2 separate regions of the Mus musculus genome follow, and region 2 is linked to region 1. Evidence: chromatin contacts called from public Micro-C data. All regions are on one chromosome and are shown on one strand. The core of a region is the stretch at or near the end of the contact, and the rest is flanking DNA. Distances in the headings are between cores, read along the strand shown.

Evidence for each region. Hi-C and Micro-C count contacts between places; a contact is called where the count stands out from the background.
Region 2: a Micro-C map of embryonic stem cells shows a contact between it and region 1, with 1.9 times the contacts expected there. The contact joins the promoter of Pidd1 here to the promoter of Drd4 in region 1. A contact is called at or near these places in 6 of 39 promoter capture datasets (cranial neural crest, embryonic stem cells, liver and 2 more), 1 of 484 Hi-C or Micro-C datasets (embryonic stem cells), 4 of 115 datasets of contacts at active chromatin or transcription factors (bone marrow-derived macrophages, effector CD8 T cells, embryonic stem cells and 1 more) and 3 of 9 other capture datasets (adipose tissue, liver and pancreatic islet).

Annotation. Positions count from the first base shown.
Region 1 is chr7:141,288,315-141,294,957 of GRCm38.p6, reverse strand. Drd4 (dopamine receptor D4) reads right to left here and starts at 2,940. Exons shown (of 4, transcript NM_007878.3): 1 at 2,645-2,940; 2 at 1,133-1,245; 3 at 474-1,045; 4 at 1-299. The coding sequence starts at 2,920. The coding sequence ends at 97.
Region 2 is chr7:141,441,264-141,447,906 of GRCm38.p6, reverse strand. Pidd1 (p53 induced death domain protein 1) reads left to right here and starts at 3,882. Exons shown (of 16, transcript NM_022654.2): 1 at 3,882-3,938; 2 at 4,554-4,939; 3 at 5,343-5,756; 4 at 6,086-6,295; 5 at 6,378-6,432; 6 at 6,533-6,643. The coding sequence starts at 4,630. Rplp2 (ribosomal protein, large P2) reads right to left here and starts at 256. Exons shown (of 5, transcript NM_026020.7): 1 at 200-256.

The DNA.
Region 1 (6,643 bases), core at 1,691-4,190:
GGTTAGAAAAGATTTCGTTTAATCAGACTGAAAGAATGCGCGCCAGCGCACTCTGCACACAGTCTTGGAACTCCTTGACCTCTGCAGGACATCCTTTCAGCAGCGGAGACGGAGAGTCTTGCGGAAGACACTTCGAAACTCCGCGTTGAAGATGGTGTAGATGATGGGGTTGAGGGCACTGTTGACATAGCCTAGCCAGGTGACGGCACTGACCAGGCGCGGAGACACGAAGCAAGCCGGACACAGCGCCCGCGTGATGTGCACCACGAAGAAAGGCGTCCAACACACCAGGAAGGCCCCTGGGGATGGGCGGCGTGAGCCTGTACACCCGCACTCCAGGTCCCTCACCCAGGACCCCCCACTTTTCACCCTTCCAACCTGGACCCTCCCCCTGTCCCCGGCCTCAGCTCCCGGGACCCCTCCCTCCCTCCCTCCCTCCCTCTATCAACTCTTGTCCCAGGACAGGAACCCACCGACTACCACCGGCAGGACTCTCATTGCCTTGCGCTCCCTTCCCGTGATCTTGGCGCCTCTCCTTCTGCGGGAAGACGGCTCAGGAGGTTGCGGGAGAGCTGCATCAGCGAGCAGACACCCGGGGCTGCAGGGTCTCTGAGAGAGCTCTGACTCCGGCCTGCTGGAGTCGCTGGGGCTCGTCCGGAGGCTGGGTAAGGGAGGTGGGCAGTCTGGGAAGAAGGGACCCTGAGTAGGGTCCGACACCGGCGGGCCGGGGCCGCTGGGTCGGCGCGGCGCGCGGCTGTGAAGTTTGGTGTGCCGGGCTGCCTCCCAGCGCCGCAGGCCGCGGAAAGTGGCCCAGTAAAGCAGTAGCATGAGCGGACAGGGCAGGAAGAAGGAGCAGACGGACGAGTAGACCACATAGTCTCGGTTCTCCAGGCAGCACACGGCCGGATCGCGGCCGGGCACATCATTGAGGCCACACACCACTGGCGAAGCCACCGCGGCGGACAGCAGCCACGTGGCGGCGATGAGCAGCAGCTGGCACTGACCCTGCTGGTTGTAGCGCAGCGGCACGGTCACGGCCACGAACCTAGAGGAGCACAGGAGCGGTGAAGCTGCCGAGTGGGGCGGCTAACCCGGAGGTGGGACTGGGAGAGGGGTCGTCCGGGGTACCCACCTGTCCACGCTGATGGCGCACAGGTTGAAGATGGAGGCGGTGCACAGCATGACGTCCATGGCCATGAGCGTGTCACAGAGACGGGGGCTCAGGAGCCACACGCCACCCTGGACCTGGCCACGCAGAGTTTGCAGAAATGAAACACAAGACCTGCCTGACCTTTGAGCCGCGGACTTGCTGACCCCCACTCTTGTTGAGGGGAATCGAGGGCTGTGTATTAGAGGGAAGGGGGCATACAAGCCCGATGTGAGCCTGAGACATGTGTTGGAGACAGAACGTGCAAACAGACCTGCCTCTTGACTTAGGTCTTCTTTGGTTATGTGAGAAGCTTGGGTAAGACCCAGGGGGGTTGATAACATCTAGGGGAGAGGAGGCCCTAAATTCTTAAGCCTGGCCCCCTAAACACAAATCCTACCCACCTCCAAGACTCGAGTTATCCTCCCTGCATGAACTGTCACTGCTGTGGGGCTTTGGATAGGTCTCTTCACTTGCTGGACACATGGCAATTGTCCTGAGGACAAATGTGTCCTAAAAATACAAAGACCTCGCCGGGCTGTCTGTGAATCTGCTGCACGGAGTGTTCTTTTTCAAGGGCAAAGGAGCACACAGCCGTCTCAAACCAGCCGTCCCCAAATCCCTTCACACTGATTTGGGATGATTATGAGCTTAAGAATCATCACAGTGACGTCTGTGCCTTGGGGAGGACCTGGGGTCAAGTGTGGCCACTGGCCTCTGCTCCAGCTCCAGAACTCAGGGTCTTCTTTAGAAATACCATTCACCCCACCCCACCCTGCCCAAACCGTGGGCAGATAAGAATTGCCAGTAACCACAGCAGACCCACCTACGAGCCAGACCTGATCTGGGGTGTCTGTGTTCCAGGAGTCTCCAAAAGGTCCTGAACCCACTCCCTTTAGCGGCCCCTCAGGTTCAGTATCCTGCCCAGGCCTCTCTGCCTTCACCCTTTGCTGCTCCGAGCTCCTGGGAGCTGGGTGGCTGCAGGCTTTGGGCTTCTTCCGAAGGGTGAGAGTGAGCTGGCACAGGCTGGGGTGTGTGTGTGTGTGTGTGTGTGTGTGTGTGTGTGTGTGTGTGTGTGTTCCCAAAAGGCAGTAGTCATCGGTAGTGATGCTGATGCTGCGTGTCTGCACTTTCGCCTGTCTAGCTAGCTGTTTTTTGCCACAGGCTGGGGGATGCAGCATTTCTGCAGTGGAAGCCAGGGCTTAAATAGGAAGGACAATTTTCTGCGATTCTTGGTTTTAGGGACACGAGTCCTCTCTGGGTAGGTAGCTCTCAGACAGAGTAGGAAGGAATCCAGAGGATGGTAGGGTGACGGACAAGAGGAAAAGTAGGCGAAAGATTCTGAAGAGCGGGAGAGAGTGGATAGTCAGGAGTGAGGAGACCTGACGTCCCTGCAAACACCCTGGCTCAAGGTGGCTGAGGGTCCAAGCGCGAAACTGCGCTGGGGCTGGGGGGCTGGGAGCAGTGGAGGTAGGGGAAGAGCGCACCGAGGCTCACCTCGGAGTAGACAAAGAGAGGCAGCACCAGCACCGCGAGGAGGAGGTCGGCAGCAGCCAGGCTCACGATGAAGTAGTTGGTGGGTGTCTGCAGCGTGCGCTCGGAGGCCACGCTCACGCACACGAGCGAGTTCCCTGCCAACACCAAGCCGATGAGCAGCACGCCCCCCACCAGCGCCGCCGCGCCCGCGCCCCCAAGCCCGGCGCCAGTCCCCAGGGATTCTGGCCCACGCCCGGCCAACAGCCCACCGTCCTCAGTAGCGCTGCTGTTCCCCATGGTGCCACTGCTGAACCCGCTCCGGGAGGCGCTGAGCCTGGGGATTTGCAGGCAGGGGCTACCCGGAATCCCGCCCCCAGCGCGTCCAGCCCCGCCCCGCCCCGGCTTGAATTTCTGAACTCTAGGAAATTGGCAGAGGGAGAAATGCTTCAATTCAAGAGAAATGAGCGAAGTGACTGGCATAAAAAGGCTAAGCAGCGGCTGATGTGTCCCCTCATCGGGGCTAGTTTGTGCTTCCAGAAACCTAGGTAGAAAAGCAGGTTGTCTGGACCAGATTCGTCAGAGCCAGCCATCCCATCCTGGCCAGGAGACAGGCCACTAAATTACCTGTCAAAAGCGGCTCTCCAAGATACCTTGGAGGATGTGGAGAACCTATCTATACTCCTGCACTGGGGTCCTTCCCACGTGGGAAACCATCAGCTCTGGTTCTGGAACAGGTTAAAGGCTCCTCGCCTCTTTCACTAACGGTTCTGGGCTTAGCAATACTGAGCAGCACACCAAGCTCATTCTCTGTGGGCAGATGTGCAGCAACTCTTGGGATCCAGGCCTTGGCTGGCCCTACTTTTCTCACCATCTCTCTTCCCAAGTCTCCATCAGTCAGTGCTTAAGCGGACCATGGTGAAATTGATAATTGGCACCTCCAAGGCCCAGTCTTAACTTTTTATCTAATATATTATTATTAATTTTATTATTGTTGTTGTTGACTTTTCAAGGCAGGGTTTCCCTGCGTATGTCCTAGAACTTATTCTGTACAGCAGGCTAGCACTGAACTCAGATCCTTCGGCCTCCCCTCTGTCTCCGGAGTGCTGGAATTAAAGAGTGTGGACCACCATGTCTGGTTCAGCCTTAAGCCTTAACCATCCTCTGTGGGCCGCTGAGTGGTTACCCCACTTCCTATCTTGACCCTCAGCTTCCTTGCATTTGATACTGTATGGCACGCTGACTACCAGGGTTACCTGACAAGGACTCTCTGAGCTGAGAGAACTCTCACATGGGGGCTCTTTTCCCAAGCCACATCTGGAGGCCATACTTTTCTCTGTGCCAGCACAGGAACCTAGGCTGGAACAGGACAGCACAGGTTGAGAGGACACTGTAGAATCAGGACAGGAGAAGAGACAGCAGCAAGGACAGTCCCTGGAAGATTGGGAGCCCTTGCAGTGAAAGTACCTGGGGACTATGCTGATGAAAGAATTTTTGTATATGGGCTTACTAATGCTGAGAGAGATTACCTGGAGTCCTGTGACTAAAGGGCTATCTTCAAGTGGAGGTAGACTGTAGTTGGTATTTGCTACTTTGTGGGTTCTTCTCTCTCCCACCCTTTATCTCCCCTCCCCCTGTTACACCCCCTATCACTAGATGGGAGGAAAAGAAAGAGAGAGGGGAGGTGGGAGAGATCCCTTTATTTCTTCTTTGAGCATGACTACTAGACTACTAACAGACAGCATCCAACCCCGGCTCCCCCAAACATCAACCACCACACCCCACCTCTCGGGGCCCTGGCATTTATATAACTGAAAAGTTCCCAGAATTCCAAACATCACACAATTGCAGAAACTATCTGCAGCTGGCAAAACCATGCCTCTGCTAGAGCACGAGGCAAATCATAGTCAGCTGCTGCGGAAAGTACAAAGCACCCCCATATCCTACACCTAGGATTCGAACGAAAACCTTTTCTTGTATTTCTGTTTGTTTTTTTTTTAAGTAAAAATACTCATGTAATTTCACCAACATTCCAGAATTTTCAGTACAGTGATAAAATCACTCCCTGACTAATGTATATCCCGTCTCCTCACCTCCTGGCAAGCCGCAGAGGGTCCTTTCAGGAAAGGGGGAGTTAAATACAAAATGCTTGAGGGAATTGGGCCAGCCCTCTAAGAACACATACATGCTTATAGGTATCCAAATGTGCCCTGACTAAGGTACCTAAATCCCTCTAACCCATCCTTAGCAGGTTGATATAGAGAACAGGCAGACTCTCCTCCCTGCTGAAGCCTCCTTTGGGCCCCAGTGACTCAACACAGGACGTGAGTTTGAGCCTCAGAGTCTATGACTGAAAAGTTGCCTTATAGATTCTGCATGAGCTTTGTGGCATTTGTGCGCTCACATTCAAGTGTACACCAATGTGTGTGTGTGTGTGTGTGTGTGTGTCATTGCCCCCTCCCTCCTCTGCATACACACACCAATAACAATAAAAAATTTAAAAACAAACAGCTTTGCCCACATACAACTTGTGATAAGTCCTAAGTAAAATGTTAAGGCCTGGGTAAAACATTATTAAGACCTAGGTAAATGTTACCTGTCTAGCCCGCCATTTTCTGCATTTGTGTGTGTAACAGCTAATGTCCTAAGGAAACTTTCTCAGGTGCGTTAACTGCTGTTACTAGAATGTCCTGTGCTTTGGTGTTCTTGGAAAACAATCACAATAGAATCCATTAAAACTGCTTTCTATGGTTAGCCACATAAGTTTGGACCCAAACCAATCACCCAGCAGCACTTCCTACACCTATGTATGAGCTTTTAAGGTTTCTTGCCTTTATAAGTCCCCGGGGGGCTGGGGAGATGACTCAGTGGTTAAGAGCACTAACTGCTCTTCCAGAGGTCCTGAGTTCAAATCCCAGCAACCACATGGTGGCTCACAACCATACGTAATGAGATCTGATGCCCTCTTCTGGTGTGTCTGAAGAGAGCTACAGTGTACTTAAATATAATAATAAATACATTTTTTTAAATGTACCTGGGATAGACCCCATCATAAGAGAGATTCTTGCACCAGTATAGAAGCTATTTGAAATTAGACTTCCATTTTGAATAGTGGTCTAGTAAAACTTAAGTTCCCAAGACCTCCCTGGGAACTCACATCCCGCTTGGCAGAAAGAGACATGTACATGGTTAACTGACATCCTGGTTGACAAGTTACAACATGAATGTTAGGCAAAGCAAGTCCCCCGCCACCATTAAATACTCTGACCAATGGGAGCAGGATAAATGTACCACAAAGACAGGTTCCTAAGGAAATTCCCTATCCCTAAATCCTGATTGGTGGAATAACTTGGCACAGATGTTTATGGATTTTTAGGCTTAAAAGCCCTATCGGGTCTTAACTCAATGTCAAGACCTGATTGGTAAATCTTGTGGTGTGGCATCCAATAAACCATCCCTATTTGCCTGAGATCAGTGCCTGAGTGGTTTGTGGGGTGATCCCCAGACCCGGCACTTATTAGATAGGGGGTGATTGACAGCAAACTGGAGAGACTGAGGTAGGAGAACTAATGTGAGTTTAAGTCTAGTCTAGACTGCAAAGTGATATCCTGTTTTTAAAACAATGAAAGAAACGTGGGTGTGTTAGTGCACACTTGTAATTCCAGCACAGGGGCAGTTTGTCCAGGAGGATTAGGAATTTGAGGTCGTTCTTGGATATATAGCTAGTCTGAAGCTAACTGGACTCCAGGATACCCTGTACAGACAAAAACAATCATAAAAAATTTCAAATTAATTGGATGTGTGTGTACACATGGAGTTTAGAGGTCAGCATCAGATGTCTCCCTATTGCTCTCCACCTTATTTTTTTTTTTTTGAGGAAGGGTGTTTGATTGAACCTGGAGTTTACTGGATAGGCTAGACTGGCTGGGCAGCAAAGAGCAATCTTCCCAACTGGAATTACAAATATGTGCTGCTGGGCCCTGCTTTTGTCTGTGGATTCTTGGGATTGAACTCAGAATCACA
Region 2 (6,643 bases), core at 2,633-5,132, 150 kb before region 1:
TAAATGGGGCAGGGAGTGGGTACAGTGGTGAGGTTATCCGAGAGGCCTTCTGCTTCCCCCTCCATTTTAAGCAGCAAGTGAGGCCACGTGAGGCGCCAGGCCTCCGGTCACAGAATGCTGCGCCACCCTCGCCTCCCGGCCGTCATCCAACCCCGCAGTCCCCACCACTGTTCGCGGCCCAGGCGGCCAGGCTACTCACTCGGCTGCGGGGGACAGACCTCACGCGTGCGACCTCGGCGGCGTCCGGCGGCGAAAGGAAGACGCTGACGCAGTGGGCGGGGGTAAACCGCTACCCAGAAGCCCCCGGGACGCGTACGGCGGCGCACGGGGACGCCTCCCATTGACGAAAAGGGTGCACCGGAAGGAAGACATTTCCCTGTCATGTCTTCCCCACAACAAAAACGAGGGATTTTTCAAGTGCCAGGGGCCTCTGCAACATGGACGAGAGTCTCCCGAAATCCATGCGGGCACGGGCGTAGCGTTCAAACCCCTTTAACGCCTCGCGTCCCCAGCATGCTACTCGGCTCCACAGCTCCCAAAATGCAGCGCGAAGGCCCCGCCCTGGTCTTATTAAGGCGAACTACAAATCCCATGACGCTTCACTGTAAGACCTTCATACCGGAAGTGTGCTCCCTTCTAGCTTTTTCTTGTTGCACGTGGGCTGGGTGGGCGGCTATTGGTTCAAACTGTGGTGCTATGGGTCCTTCCTGTTCTTGGGCAACAGAGGTCCTAAGTTGGGCTGGGGCTGATGGCTCCCAAGTTCAGCTGGTTTGGAAAAGTTGGGCGAGCTTTCTGGGTCCTAGTGATTACGGCCATATCTAGAAACATCCTCCTTTTTTTTTTTTCTTTTGAGACAGGTTTCTCTATATACTCTTGGGTATCCTGGACCTCTATGTAGACCAGGTTGGCCAAGAACTCACGAGATCGCCTGCCTCTGCCTCCAGAGTGTTGGGATCAAAAGCTTTTTGACTGGAGAGATGGCTCAGGGGTTAATAGTTTGGACGTTGACTGCTCTTCCAGAGGTCCTGAGTTCAATTCCCAGCACCCACATGTCACAACCATCTGTGATGGGATTTGATTCCCTCTTCTGGTGTGTATCAAGACAGAACACTCATGTAAAACAAATAGGTAAATATTTAAAAGAAAAAAAGTAAACCTTTGCCTCGTTGGGAGAGGGTGTTGCATGCCTTTAATTCCAGTACTTGGGAGGGAATGGCAGGTTTAGGATAGCCAAGGCTACACAGAGAGACCCTGTTTCAAAAAAACTGTCTCTACACTAGGCTCTGGAGACCTCTCTTCCCCTTCTCACTTCCATTCCCTGAGATCCACAGGATCTGCCTCTTTAAAAAAAAAAAAAAAAAAAAAGCTGGGCGTGGTGACACACACCTTTAATCCCAGCACTCACTCTGGAGGCAGAGGCAGGCGGATTTCTGAGTCCAAGGCCAGCCTGGTCTACAAAGTGAGTTCCAGGACAGCCAGGGCTATACAGAGAAACCCTGTCTCAAACAAACAAACAAACAAACAAACAAAAAAAAAACCAAAACAAAACAAAACAAAAAAAAAAATGAGCAGTCGGTGCTCTTAAACTGCTGAGCCATCTCTCCAGCCCCAGGATCTGCCTCTTATGTGCCGGGATTAAAGGTGTGGGCAACCACACCTAGTGATTTGTTTAAAAGATGTGAATGTGTGTGTCCCACCTTGGTTTGCATGTGCACTACATTGTGTGCAGTGCCTTTGGGAGCCAGAAGAAGACATCAGTTCCCCTGGAATTGGAGGTACAGGCAGTTGTGAGATGCCCGTTACTGATGCTGGCCACTGGACCAAATTATTCTGCAAGTGCTCTTAACTGCTGAGCCATTTCTCCACACTTCTATTTTCTTTAATTTTGAGACATTGACCTATCATGTAACTTTGGCTTGTCACAGAAATCCACTTGCCTCTGCTTCCATAGTACTGGTTGGAATTAAAGACACGCACACCATACCTGGCATGATTTTTTTTTTTTTTTTTTTTATACAAGACAGGGTTTCTCTGTGTAGCCCTGGCAGTCCTGGAACTCACTCTGTAGAGCAGGCTGGCCTCGAACTCAGAAATCTACCTGCCTCTACTTCCCAAGTGCTGGGATTAAAGGTGTGCGCCACCACCGCCAGGCGATTTTTTTTTTTTTAAGGTTTATTTATTTATTTTAACACCATTGATCTCTTCAGACACAGCAGAAGGGGACATCGGATCCCATTACAGATGTTTGTGAGCCACCATGTGGTTGCTGGGAATTGAACCTCTGGAAGAACTATCTTAACCTCTGAGCCATCTCTCCAGCCCCTGGCATGATTTTTTATGTTGTGACTTTTCTGTTTGTTTAAAACAGGGCTGCTCTGTGTATCCCTGGCTGTCCTGGAACTTGTTCTATAGACCAGGCTAGCCTCTAACTCAGAGATCCACCTATCTACCTCCACCTCCAGAGTGCTAGGATTAAAGGCATTAGCCACCACCAACTGTCGTGAATTTTACTTATTTTTATTTTTTGGTTTTTCGAGACAGGGTTTCTCTGTGTAGCCCTGGCTGTCCTGGCACTCACTTTGTAGACCAGGCTGGCCTCCAACTCAGAAATTCGCCTGCCTCTGCCTCCCAAGTGCTGGGATTAAAGGTGTGTGCCATCACTGCCCGGCTGTGATTTTTTTTTTTTTAACTGTAAAATAATACCCAAAATAGCTGGAGAGATGGCTCAATGGTGAAGAGCTCATTTGCAGATTAAAGGCAAATACCACCATGCTCATTAATATAAACTTAAGGAATATTCCTAGGATGATTGCTTTTGAGACAGGTCTTGCTGTGCAGCCCGGGGCAGCAGTTCTCCCATCTCAGAAAGGCACTGCACTTGAGGTGAGCACAATTAGACTAAGCCCCTGGGGCTGGTTTTTATAAAGCACCATCTGGCACCTTTATGGAAACAGTGAGAAAGAGGCAGGTGCTAGAATGGAAGCAGAGAGGCCTTGCAGGAAGCTTGCCCATCACTTAGACTGTAGAACAGTCACTTGGTCATTTCCAGTCCACCAGCTCCACTGAGGATTCTGGGTGTTGGCTTCAATATTAATCAACTAAAGGACTTAGGCAAGTTCTTTTTTGGTTTTTCTAGACAGGGTTTCTCTGTATAGCCCTGGTTGTTCTGGAACTCACTTTGTAGACCAGGCTGGCCTCGAACTCCCGAGTGCTGGGATTAAAGAAGTGCCCACCACGCCCAGCAGGCAAGAACTTCTATCTCAAGTTTGTTTGTGTTGAGACCCACCTAAGTCAGGGAGGAAAAGCCAGGCAACTCACTGCCTAGGTAGGGAGTTGGCCCACAGTAATGATCAATGGTTAGCTCCAATAAGCTGGACTTCACTGCAAAGCCTGAGATGGAAGTCCTGGAGACTCTGAGTCTCAACCTTCCTAATGCTTTGACAGTTCCCATGATGTGGTGACCCCAACCATGAAATTATTCCTGCTACTTCATCACTGTAATTTTGCTAGTTATGAATCACAGTGTAAATATCTTTTGGAGATATAAGTTTGTCAAAGGGGTCGCGACCTACAGACTGAGAACTACTTTCCTAGAGCGGTTCCCCCCAGGAAGCCAGCATTCAAGGTTCTAGCTTCTAGCAAGGAGTGTGACAATACTCTGTTAACCCAAAATTCCTGTCTTAGAATGCACTTGAGACCCAGACTATGCAGTGCCACCACAGGTCTGGGGTTGCAGAGATCTGAAAGTGTAAGTTTTCCTGCGGGTCACCGGCTTCCCTTAGTGCGAACAACAGAAAAGGAAGGAGCCATAAGAACCTCGGAGAATTCCTACTGGCTAGCCCGGAGGGGCGGAGCCCGACGGGTGGCCCGCCCGGAAGCGCGCCGGCGGGAAGGCAGCACAGAGCGCGCCTAGACTGGCGGGGAGATCAGCGTGGCAGGTACTCAATGGGAGGCGGGAAGTTTGCTCCAGAGGCGGGACCAAAGCGATTCCTCACCTACCGAGACCCCCTCTGCTTTCCCCATTTGACGGAGGTGTGAATTGGGAATTGTGGCTCAAGAGTGTCTACTAGGGACCGCGATATGGGACCCTAGCACAAGAACCCCAAAGTCCTCTTGGCTCCCCTTCGCACTGTTTACTGACCCTCTCGGGCACAGTGAACGTCTGCAGTGGAAGAAGGTTCTGGGTTCTCCCCATGCATTTGGGTGTGAAGATAGAAAGTGTGTCCTTATTTCCAGAGCCCTGTAGGGATCAGGGATCACTTGGGCAGATTCCAGAATTGAGGTGGAAACCCTCTCCTTGTCCTTGATCTAAGCAGAGTTCTCCAAGCTATGCTGTTCAGAGTCGCCCTGCCTGGTGCCCCTCCCAGGCAGAAGGATCCAGCACAGATGCAAGCCGTAGGGCTGCAGTGACCACTCCACTCACTACCCCTTGTGCCCAGGGTTCTTGGGCTGGTGGTCTCAAGAGCTCCCGGGTTTCCAAGCTGAGTTATTGTTGCTCTGACCTGGAGGGGGAGCTGGTCCCCTACAGCCTACTCCTCCCCCTGCTTCTCCAGCTTCTATCAGCCTTGCCTAAGCAGGCTTGCTTGGCAAGCTGGGACATGTCTGGTCCCCGAGGACCTTCCATGGGTGATGGCTGCAGTGTTGGAGGGGCAGGAGCCGGAGGAAACTGCAGCTGCTGCAGAGGATGCTGCAACATCCACCTTGGAGGCTGTGGATGCCGGGCCTGGAGCACCTTTTCTCCCGGCTGGGAACCAGTTGAACTTGGACCTACGCCCAGGGGGCTGCCATCGGCTACAGTACCTGTGTTCCCAGCAGCCCCCACAGCTGCTGCAAGTGGAGTTTTTGCGGCTCAGCACCCATGAGGACCCTCAGCTGCTGGATGACACCCTAGCCAAGGTTCCGTGGAGTCTGCTGCGCCTTCGCTCCCTGGTCCTCAAAGGTGAGTACCCTTGCTCCTTCCTGACCCTGTCCTCATCTCTGTCCAGCTTTGACTCTACTTCTTGGACACAAAGGCCATCCTTGTCCCAGCCCTAACTCCAAACCTCTCTTCTCCCCGCACATCAGGTGTGAACCCCTACCCCACAACTGTCCCTTGTCCTTAGCCCTATCACCTTCCTCCCCCAAAGTGAGGCTCGCTGGGCTCTGTCTCCTGAGCCTAGAACCCTGAATGTGCCCAGCCGGGTCTCTGTAGATCCCAGTTTTCCTGGGGTGATGCTGTCAGCTTCTACGAGCTGGTGTCTTCTTTGTCCCTCTGGCTGGCTTAAAAGGGAGGCTTTCTCTGACAGCGCTGAATGGGGGAGACTCCAACTCTTGAGGGCTATAGCTGTCTTCCCCACTTCCAGGTGGCCAGAGCCGGGGTGCCCTGGGTGCCTGCCTCCATGGAACCCTGACCACTCTGCCTGCTGGCCTGAGTGATTTGGCCTGCCTGGCTCACCTAGACCTGAGCTTCAACAGGCTGGAGACGCTGCCTACCTGTGTCCCGGAACTGCACGGCCTGGATGCGTTGCTGCTTTCTCACAACCATCTCTCAGAGCTGCCCGAGGCCCTGGGGGCACTGCCCGCCCTTACCTTCCTCACCGTGACACACAACCGCCTAGAAAGACTACCCCTAACACTCGGGTCCCTGTCCACCCTTCAGCGTCTCGATCTCTCTGAGAACCTTCTAGACACCATACCCTCTGAGATTGGAAACCTGCGCAGCCTCAGTGAGCTCAATCTGGCCTCCAACCGGCTGCAGAGTCTCCCAGCTTCCCTCGGTGAGTAGCTACGGTGTCAGCTTTGTTTCACCAACCAGTACTGAGCGACTCTCAGCTACTGCCCAGAGCGCCACTCCCATGTGCCCACCCCCCCTGCAACCTAAAGTCTTAGGACCCTGTCCCCCCTTCTTCCACAGAGGCCCCTGAACCGTGTGCTCTTGCCCTGGGAACCTTCACTGCTTCCAGATGTCCCTTTTCTTTCTACCTCTTGGTTGCCTATAATTCACGTGTGTCATTGTCCCACCCTGTGATAGAGCCAGAAGCCTTTAGTTTGAGTGTTCTTGTCACAGGGCCACCATGAGTAGCCCTAAGCCAGCACTTGCCTGCAGCGGGGCTGCGGTCCCTGCGGCTCCTTGTTCTGCACAGCAACCTCCTGACCTCAGTGCCCACTGGCCTGGTCCACCTGCCACTGATCACTCGGCTTGACCTGAGGGACAACCGGCTCCGAGACCTGCCTGCTGAGTTACTAGACGCTCCCTTTGTGCGCCTGCAGGGGAACCCTCTGGGCGAGGCCTCTCCAGCACCCCCAAGTCCCCCAGGTAGGCTTGGCATGGGGTATAGCCAGGCTGTGAGAGGGTGAAGGCACATCACCATTCTGACTGTCACCTGTCCCTTGTGCAGACATATCCCAGGTTCCAGAAATGCCCAGGCTATTGCTGACCTCAGATTTGGACAGGTATTGGTGGGAATGTGGCTAGAACACATCGTCTCCCCTGCCTCCCAGGCCACACTGGGGTACCTTGTCTCTCAGCCCTCTTACCTCTCTTCTTACTCAGCTTCCTTGTGACTCCCCATGGCTGTTCTGTGACCCTGGCCTGTGGTGTCCGCCTACAGTTTCCAGCAGGAGCCACCACCACGCCTGTCACCATCCACTATCGACTCTGGTT